3 separate regions of the Mus musculus genome follow, and all the other regions are linked to region 3. Evidence: chromatin contacts called from public HiChIP or PLAC-seq and Micro-C data. All regions are on one chromosome and are shown on one strand. The core of a region is the stretch at or near the end of the contact, and the rest is flanking DNA. Distances in the headings are between cores, read along the strand shown.

What was found. Hi-C and Micro-C count contacts between places; a contact is called where the count stands out from the background. HiChIP or PLAC-seq counts read pairs in DNA pulled down with a chosen protein or histone mark.
Region 1: a contact with region 3 is called in an H3K4me3 HiChIP or PLAC-seq map of pro-B cells, with 3 times the contacts expected there. The contact joins the enhancer-like site here to the promoter of Eif4g2 in region 3. A contact is called at or near these places in 9 of 39 promoter capture datasets (the 3T3-L1 cell line, 3T3-L1-derived adipocytes, the C10 cell line and 4 more), 1 of 484 Hi-C or Micro-C datasets (pre-B cells), 2 of 115 datasets of contacts at active chromatin or transcription factors (large pre-B cells and pro-B cells) and 4 of 9 other capture datasets (adipose tissue, embryonic stem cells, liver and 1 more).
Region 2: a contact with region 3 is called in a Micro-C map of muscle stem cells, with 5 times the contacts expected there. The contact joins the enhancer-like site here to the promoter of Eif4g2 in region 3. A contact is called at or near these places in 1 of 39 promoter capture datasets (the 3T3-L1 cell line), 1 of 15 datasets of contacts at CTCF or cohesin (the NIH/3T3 cell line), 1 of 484 Hi-C or Micro-C datasets (muscle stem cells) and 1 of 115 datasets of contacts at active chromatin or transcription factors (bone marrow-derived macrophages).

The regions. Positions count from the first base shown.
Region 1 is chr7:110,822,978-110,826,217 of GRCm38.p6, forward strand. It overlaps Rnf141 (ring finger protein 141), which reads right to left. Exons shown (of 6, transcript NM_025999.3): 4 at 2,240-2,421. Among named protein-coding and RNA genes, the nearest start is that of Rnf141, 20 kb to the right of the region's middle. Within about 2 kb of position 1,379, at least 125 of the 459 cell types and tissues checked have an H3K27ac peak or open chromatin away from gene starts, as enhancers often do. A contact at or near this core is called in 3T3-L1-derived adipocytes, the HPC-7 cell line, adipose tissue and 2 more, where this site is marked.
Region 2 is chr7:111,365,814-111,368,995 of GRCm38.p6, forward strand. No RefSeq gene overlaps it. Among named protein-coding and RNA genes, the nearest start is that of Gm33145, 82 kb to the left of the region's middle. Within about 2 kb of position 1,623, at least 44 of the 459 cell types and tissues checked have an H3K27ac peak or open chromatin away from gene starts, as enhancers often do. A contact at or near this core is called in muscle stem cells, where this site is marked.
Region 3 is chr7:111,081,686-111,084,677 of GRCm38.p6, forward strand. Eif4g2 (eukaryotic translation initiation factor 4, gamma 2) reads right to left here and starts at 1,345. Exons shown (of 22, transcript NM_013507.3): 1 at 1,100-1,345.

The DNA.
Region 1 (3,240 bases), core at 129-2,628, 260 kb before region 3:
ATTTCTGCTTTGGGGCTTCAAATTTTCACCTGAGGGTGTCAGGGACAGAAAATACAACAGACTCCCCAAAGAGTGACAGAGTGTTCTGACAGGAAAGTTTCAGAGTTGGGAGCAGATGACTATATAAAAACAGCACTGTAGCCCGAGAAGAATGAGACAGAGACTGCTGGAGGAAGGTACTCCATGCCCACACTGTCTGCTACCTTTCCAGCACCACGGGGACAGGACAGCCACTCGATGCTCCTAAGGTACGGAGAACCACGTGAACAAAGGCTGGAGACACTTACTGTGGAGAGCAAGGCTCAATGGAAATTTGAGGAGTTTTCAAACATTTGAAGGGCAGAAGAGATCACACTTGTTGGGTAGAATTCCAGAGGGCATGGCCTCTGCACTCAAGGGCACTCTAATGATTTACTAATAATGGTGACAGGTAACTCGCCCACACATACCGCTGTGTGTCCCATCTATTAACTCAATTAACTGCCGACAGCCCTCTGGGGCACATGACATCGCTCTCATCCTCTTTAAAAGGTGAGGAACTGATGAAAGAGAAGAGTGAAGGCTGGAGCACAGGCCAGTTGGTTCTAGGGCCTTTGCTGTGCTGCCTCCAGAGGGTCAGACTACTCTGAGGTAAAAGGGAAAAGGAAAACTTTCACACTAGTAAAGCTATCTGGGTGAGAAAAAGATTGCTTCATTGAGGGAGTGAATCTCCCAGAGCTGTGGGGGACAGTAGTAACGCATTGTAAGTACAAGCTGGCTTCCTTCCATTTGGTGAACTATGGCTCAGACGTGATAGTGCAGACAGACAGAGCAGCCCCTGGGATCAGTGGCATCAGAGCACCACAGAGTTGGCCAATCTCCAGCTCCTCCTCCAAACCACTAAGCTGCAATGGGCTAAATGTGTCAGTGGGCTCAGCCATGTCAGGGTCTAGTCATGCACTTATTCTCCTAAACCTGCTTCCTCGTCTGATCAACTGTATTCCCGTGGAGTCACTGCAGGGTTTAATGAACTGCAAGTCCTCCACAAACTCTAGCCATTAATAGAACCACACATCTAACATAAAGCAAAACTCAGAAGGCCCCCAGACTCTCCTACTTGCAAAGGCCTTTTTCTATGACCTGGGTCCCAGGGTACCACTGGAGGCTCACAACACATGAAACCAAGTGCTGGCTCACCCAACCAGCTGGCGCTGCTTCCAGTCTTTGAGTCACACTTTCACCCCTTTCCTGAAGATGACCGCAACAGGAACTTTTTACTTGCTGTGGTGTGGCTACAGAGGCAAGTAAAAAACCACTCTCAGCTTTCAAAACACTTAGAAAAAGATTACCACTCTGAACTGAGACAAGGAAAGAGCAGAAAAATCAGACCTCTGACAGGCCTAAGCACTGCTACAGCACAGTGACACTCACACAACAGGCTGGTAACAGAGCCCACTGTACACCTAACAGTGAGGTTCAAATGGAAAATACAAGTCAACTACACAGCACGGGATGAGGAAACCAGCTGATTACAAGTGAAGGGAAAATGCAGCTGTAACTGAAGCAATGCAATAGACTGAAACTCCTGTCAGACACACTCCTACCTCTGAGGAGGACACAGTTGATGCAGATTCTGCATCACACCAACCAGTGCCAGTCACAGTGAGACAGAATGTTAGCATGCCTGGAGCCATAGAGGCCTTTTTCCAATGAGGTAGTTACAAACTGAATTACGTCACATCATCAGGCAGCAACAGTTGGGAGCTTTCACACACCGAAAGCATGGGAGGAGAGCTCAGAAGGAACAGCATACATGAGGCCCTAGGGAACAGGCACTGTCATGGCAAACTGCAGCTGACGTCACTTCCTCCTGCTGTGCAGCGTCCATACGTGCACCACTGCTTTTCTTCCCTGAGTAGACACCAAGGCCTAAAGACAATGTTTAAAAATTTAACTTCCAATTAAATAACTTCTGAATGGTTCCAGTTCTGGACCTAATTTTATAAAGGACTTTGACTGTTTAAAAATCTGTTAAAGGGAAGGCATCAGTATTTCCTATCCAAACGTAAGAGACAGAGCGTGGGTTCCTGGGCAGGGAGCTGACAGCGAATCTGGGACTGAAATGAACGGAAGGCAGACTAACCTAAAACTGACCTGCCTACCACAGGCTGAGACATGAGAACTGACGGGGTCATAGAGCGCTAGGGAAGGTGTACTATGATCTTAGCGCTTTGCCTGCTCATTGTCCTGTGGCGCGCACCTGCCCATCCATAGACTAGCCTGGCAAGATGTGACCGAGGATGGGTTCTCATCAGGCTCTTCAGAGGTGGAGCTCTGAGCCAGCACTCCAGCAGCTTGGCTTGTGATGTCTTTATAGAGCTGAATAAACTGGTACAAATTCATGATCCGCGATGCTTCCACAATGCCACTGCTTTTGTTAATCTAGAAACAAAGGGAGAGGGGAACATAGACACATAGCAGTCAGTCAATATCCTGGGAAACAGACTTTGCAGTGCACAATATACCTAGAAAAATAGGAGTCTAAATAAAAGAACATATACATTTTCTTCAGTTGTGCGGTTCATCAGAGAACTTACTAAATTTTCCCATCTGATATCTAAAATAACCCTGCAAGGCTGATCAAGTACTGGCCTATCTCAGGTTGAAACATCAGGTGACTTTCCTGGAGTTGAGAAATTAATTTTAGAGATTACTGAAACTTTTCACTGTGATGTTTTAATTCATTCTTTTTGAGACATCTGCTTGGTCTGTCGCCCAGGCCGGCCTAGAACTGGAGATCCCCTTCCTCAGCTTCCCGAGTGTTGTTAGCATTACAGGCATGTACTATCATTACAAGCTAGTAATTTTCCCTTTTTCCTTCCTTTTTATTCACTTTACATCCGATCACAGCTCCCCTCCTTCCTCTCTTCCAAATCCCTCCTTTATTTCTCCCTCCTCTTCTCCTCAGAGAAGGGAAGCCCCTCCCTTGGGTACCACTCCACCTTGCAGCATCTTGTCCCAGCAGGACTAGGTACATCCTCTCCCGCTGAGGCCCAACCAGGCAGTGCAAGTAGGAGGAGATCCAATGGCAGTGAAAAGAGAGCAATACCGCCTGGCTCCATTTGTTAGAGGACTCACATGAAGACCAAGCTGCACATTTGCTACAAACTCATGGGGGGGGGGGTGTTGTCTAGGTCCAGCTCCTACATTACAAGCTAATAATTTTTAATAAAGAATTTATTTATGCTATTCTGTGACAAC
Region 2 (3,182 bases), core at 373-2,872, 280 kb after region 3:
CCCCTGCTCCTGCTTTCTCAAAGGCTCTGCATCTCCACACACAGGGAAGCCAAAAGTTAGGTTCAGACCCCAGGGAACACATTTTTCTCAGATCCTTCAAAAGGTCAGAGAAGCTGTAAGTTTTTACATAGTGTGTGTTAATAGGCTATGGAGTTAGGCCCATGACCTTGGACCTCAGGAAATTATAGGCCTCTGACAGCCTCCTCTCTTTGAGTTAGTTTTGCTCACAGGCAAGCCAACAGAGCATCAACTGTGGACCAAAGGTGGAGCCATGCTACCTGAATCCAGTTTCTGGAGAGAGGGCCATGTAATTGACCTCAGGGTCTTGAGGTCCAATGTCCCATCTGAGAAATGGGATAATAGCACTTTAAGCCAACCCACATCAATCTCTGTTACAAGCCTGCTTAGTGCCATGCCATGGCTTAGTAGCCATAGAGACCACCAAAGCTGAACAGTACACATTTCATGTAGTTCAAATAACTCCAGACTCCATGGCTTTGCACTCACAGGAATGCATCCTCAAGAAGTCATCTTTTAGTTTTCTTCTGGTGGCAAGTTTAGGAAAATGGAAAAGTCTTTGGAATTACCTCCTCAGCCACTTTAGGCTCTTGGTTTCCAAGATGATGCTTCTGGGGACTCACTTCTCTCGGTGCTCACATTTCACAGGATCTGCTGGTATTCGTGACTACTCATCAAGGTGAGTCCCATCCAACAGGGTCTCTCTTCTGGCTTTGAAAGGGTAACCACTTGGCTGCAGTGCTCATTCTGGGCATGCATGGGAGCTGGGTGGGGCTTGGTGGGCCTCTGGAACATGTCTAGTTTCCTAGTCGACAGGACTGCTTGTTTCCCTTTCCTTCCCCCTGCATCCACAGTCCAGCAGCCATGGCTCCTCCCATGATGCTTTCTGGGCACTTGCCACAAGAACTGAGACTGCTCTACAGTAGAATTCCACGAAGAACCTTGACTTTGTACCAGCTTCGGCTCAAGGTATAGATCTCACTGTAGAAAGGGGGCCTTGTGAGGTCACCACAGAGACCCTCTAGAGTACGGCCAGGCTAACGTGCACTTCTGAGGCCTTGGGCGACTCCATACTCATCCCTCACTAGATCTGATTCCTCATTTGCATAATGAAACACTAAGGTGCCCCTTTCTCTGATCTAGTGCAGTCAAATAAAAATATTGATATTGCCAGGAATGTATGTGCCGAAGTCCATGTGATAAGGGCTTGGTCCTCAACATGGTGCCTTTGGGAGATCATGGAACTTTAAGGGGTGGTGTCCAGTGGGACATCCTTAGGTCATTGGGAGTGTACTCTGGAATAGGATGCTGGGATTCCAGCCCCGCCCTTCTCTAGTTTTCTTTGGCTTCCCAGCTGTGGTGTTTTCTGCTCCCATATACTCCCACCACAATTTACTACTTTGCCCCAGGCCCAGGGTGACAGGGACAATCAATCATATCCTAAAGCTTCCAGAACTATTAACCTAAATAAACTTTTTCTCTCTGTAAGTTGGTTACTTCAGGCAATTCCTTATGTGATGGAATGCTGACTAATACAGATGGGTGAAGACAGAGGTCTTTGAAACAGATGAAGCTGTCATGAGTGGAGCCCTCTTATTGGCTAAGGTTTTGTTCTGTTGGCATCTGGTATGAGAAGATGACTTAGTCAGCAGCCATTTGGCTCCAGGAATAGAAACAGCCGGAACTCCACTTAAGAGCTGGAAGATGGGGGATTTTCAAGCTTCTAATTGCAGGGAATTACGACCAAGGTGGATTCTCAGAGACTGAGTCATCAGTAAGTCTTCTTCTTGGCCTCTCTTGGCTGCATCTCTGAGCCCAGCTCTTTCCCCAAGTTCATGGCAGTTCTACTGTCACAGTTATTCCCGGTGTGGCCTGCCTGGCAGTGGCTGCAGCTTGATCCGCACTTCTCACCATCACCGTACAACTTACCAGTCTCGGTAGCCTCAGGCCCACCGTGGGAGAGGTGTCCTCCTTAGCTTTCTCTGGGATATGCTACATGAGAGTACTATTCTATGGGACCTAGGCCTGAGTCAGTAAGGTATACAGGTAAGCTAGCTACTACTTCCTGGGATTCAGTGAACATCCCAGTGTTTCAATTGCTGTGAGTCAAGTGTGTCTTGGGGTCCTAGTTATAGTGCAAGGTGACACAGAGACTCAATGACAACACAGGGCTAAAATGTGGTCCTCTAAACTCATAGCATAAGATCTTCCCAGAGCATCACTATGGTCTTTCTCTTGTTCAAACACAGAGAAGAACTGGCCTTTGATGGATATGCTCTACCACTGAGTTGCAGAAAACAAAATGACATAACATTACAGCCATGCAGAATGTATTGTAATAAGCCTGGGGAGGCAGAAAGGAGCATTCATAGATTGACCATCAGCTGCTAGATCTCCTCAGGACACATTTTGGATTCCTTCCCTTGCCTTATGACTACATCTCCAAATACAGCAAGAGAATGTATGTGCTCTGTCCTGTATCCACACCCTCCCAACTGTACCAGAATAAAAGAACACAAGAGAAACAAGGCTAGGCCCTACGACTGCAGTAAATAAACAGGCAAGATTTCTGCCATGAGGAATCTAAGGACAGACAAAGTCATTTTTTGATTTGCTGTGACAAGAAGCTGTGGGAGTACATACAGACCTGGCCTGGCTCCCAGGAAGACCCTGGCAAGGCCTGAGAATGAATTGTGCCCACTGCTGGGGTTTCTGAATGTGCCTAGAGTTATGTTTTCCTTGTGGCTTTTCTCCTGGGCTCCCATAGCTACAGGTAATATGATCACATCCATGCCACAGATCAGGAACTGAGTAGAAGTTTGTATGCATTAGCTCATGTTACATGGTTTGAGAAACAGCGTTACAGTCTGTCTGTCACACAGAACATCACTGGGGACTTGTGTCAGTGGACATACAACCATGTGACAACTGATAAGTTGGCAGTGTTACTCAACAGCAGCTGGAGGCTGGGAGAAGGAGCAGCCAAGAGCAGGAGGTGGTCTGGGGCCTTGGAGGGCCATGTAAAGACTCATGGGTCAGGTTAACAGTTTGCTCCATAGTGCCAAAGAGATGGCTCAGTCTTTAAATTGACTGACATACATGCTTGTGGACAAGTTTGGATCCCAACATCCATATAAAAGCAAGGTGAGGTGGCATGACTCCAG
Region 3 (2,992 bases), core at 95-2,594:
TTTCAAATATAATTTATTTCCGCTCCCAGCACTGCAGCTGGTTGAACTTTCACTGCATTGCAGCCCTCAGAAGACTAAAATAGAACGAAGTCAAAACCCACAAATACACAATAAAACCTGTTTAGCCCCGTGGATTCTCTTAGTATTCAAGGATGCAAAGAACAGCTTTTGTGAGAAAAATAAAATGAAAAAAAATCTGGATGCTGCCTAGGAAGCAGCCGTATTATGGGGCCTTTAAAATTAAACAGAAATGCTATCAAGACCGGCGGTGCTACAAGGGATATGTCTGCGGTACTAAAATGGGTGGCCGGGGTGGTGACAGGCCGGCCAGAGCCTCACTACCCGGTGTTGGGCAGCTTTTCCTCCGCTCGTCTTTATAAGCCCTTCCTTTTACACAGGGCGCGTGTGGAAAGCCGCCGGAAGGCCGGGGCCACAACACAACATGGCAGCAGGCACCTCCGCCCCACTCCGCGCGAACAAAAGAGCAGCGAGTTCCTCCCCCAGGCCCAGGCTGGCTCAGCTTCCGAGCGGCGTCTAGCGAGGGCCCAGGCCTGGGCGGGAGGCGCCCCCTCCGGGCCGGCCCTTTGTTCTCCCGCAGGAAGGCGGCCTCCTGCCCACCCGCCGCCTCCACCATAAATCCCCCGGCTGACAGCGCCTCGGCTGCCAAGGCCCACAAAGGGACCGAGACTCGCTCTTGGCGTCGCCCGAGTGGGACATCCCGCAGTAGGGCCACACACCTCCTCCCCGCCGGGAGGCCGGGCTCCGGACTCGTCCGCCTCGCTGGTCCCGCGCCAACGGCCGGGCCCTGCCGCGGGCCGCGTCCCTCCCGCCGAGGCGCGAGGCCTGCCACGCTCGCACGCTGTTCCCGGATCCCACGTCAGGATCCCGGCTGCGCCCGCCACTCGACCGCACGTCAGCCTAGCTCTTCGGTCGACACAGGAAGGAGCGCGGAGGCCATAGATTTCTAAGTAGCCCAAAGGCAGAGGAAAGGCCGCCCCGCCCGGCTCCGCCTGCGGCCGCCATTTTGTTCCACTCGACAAGAAGCGGCCAGGGGCGGCGGCCATCTTAGAGGGCTCCGCTCGGCGGCGACTCCACTCACCTTCACCGAGAACTCAGCAGCTGCCACCGCAGCTGCCTCCTCTGGATCCGGTCGTCGGGGACGGGGAAGGGAGGGGGAAGGGGAACGGAAAACAAAAAAGGGGGAGGGAAGGGGGAGGAAGGAGACGCGGCCGGCTTGAAAGTCTCAGCTCAGAGGAGTAGCTGCTGCAGCCGCCACCTGGTACCCGCCGCCACCTCCATAGAGCTCCGGCTCGCTGCTGGCGCTGAGGCGTGTCTGAAGCCCAACTTATCACTCTGAGGCGGCCGACCCACTAGAGCCTCCCCGAGTGGCTCCTTCGCTATCCAATCAGCAGCCGGGCTTCCGTCCGCTACCAATCCGCGCAGGGCGGCGGGGAGGAGCCAGCGGGCAAGCTCGGTTGCGGCGCAGCCTCGCCGCAGTGCGCAAAGCCATATTCGCGAAGGCTCTGGGGCCAAGCCAGTGGCGTAAGGGCGGCGGGCCGGCGCGCTGCGGGACTCTTGCGTAGCGCCGGGAGCCCAGTGAGTGTGCGCCGCCGGGCCGCCTGGTCTTCCTGGGCCGGCGCTTTGTTCCGGAGTCCCAGCCTCATGCTTGCATAGAAGAACCTTTTCCTCGCCTCTCCTCCCTGACCCGCCCGGGCCTGGCGTCCTGAGGGCTCGGCGTGGCCTTGCGGCCTGGCCTCGGTTTAGCGTCTGGGAGCTTTGCTGAAGAGAGGGACGTGTGCCCATCGATAGGAATGCGTTCTGTTTGTTGGTCCTCCATCTGCAGAGTAACGAGAAAAGGATCAAAGGAAGGGCTTTGTATCCCAGGCTAGAGGCAGCTTTAACTCAAATGCTCGGCCTGCTGTCACCGAGCTTGACCCAGACAGTATACTAGGCTGGCTTGAGAAGTGTTTGCAGAGCGCGGGCATTTGGAAATTGCAAAGTCATTTTTTAAAGTTTTTCCTTCATTTTTAACAAACATTAAAGACGGGCAGCGCAGTGCTTTCATTTTATTTAAGGGCTATATAGGAAAATGAAGCATTTCAAACTATACTTCCAGGTGGTATTTTAAAAGATGGGTTATGTATGTATGCCACAGTATGCAACATTTTAGCTTTCCAAAAATGAAGGTATGTAAACGAGAAATGTCCCATCTCTGTTAAGCATGCATTTTTTTTTTTCAATAAGATGGGTTACTAAACTAAAGCACGTGTGTTTTCAACAGTCATGGCTTGGAATTCATTCCCAAGAGCTGGGTTTTCAAAGACCCAAACGTAATTTGGCATGTCTTGGTGTTGAAAGCCCTAGTTCTTAAATAGAATTTTCAGCAGACAATTGTACTTTCCTTAGTATTTAAGTCTGCTGAAAAGTGTGGCTTTGAAGGTTTATAATTCTAGTAAACTTAGGTCTTTGCCTTAGAATTAATGCTATTAAATAAACTTTCACTTAAACTAAAAACTGTAAAAACCATTTTTATTTGGGGGTTAAGTGTAAAAAAGAAAAGCATTTTTTAGGAGAGGGGCAATTTTTTTCAATATAAGAGATTTTGCTTTGTATATATAACTTGTATGGCTTTATAACTAGTAGAAATATATACTGTGATATTTTAGTTTTTCACAAGTGATTTACATTCATTATGATACACTAAAGACATCTGTGTGCTAGAAACACAGTGGTCCAAAAACTCAATACTCACTATACTAGTGTATGTGTCAAATAGCCACTTGGTCTAAAACATGGATATTCTAAATACAAAGGACTAGAATGTAAATATATCCTAATATATTTATATTATGCATATATCTAATAAATAAAACAGAAACTAAAATATAAAGTCTTAAAAACAGGATCTTGAATTTAAAAAAATGTTAAAAGGGACAGCAAGGTGGTGCTGCTGGTAACGAACAGCACCACGTGCTGCCAAGCCTCATGACTG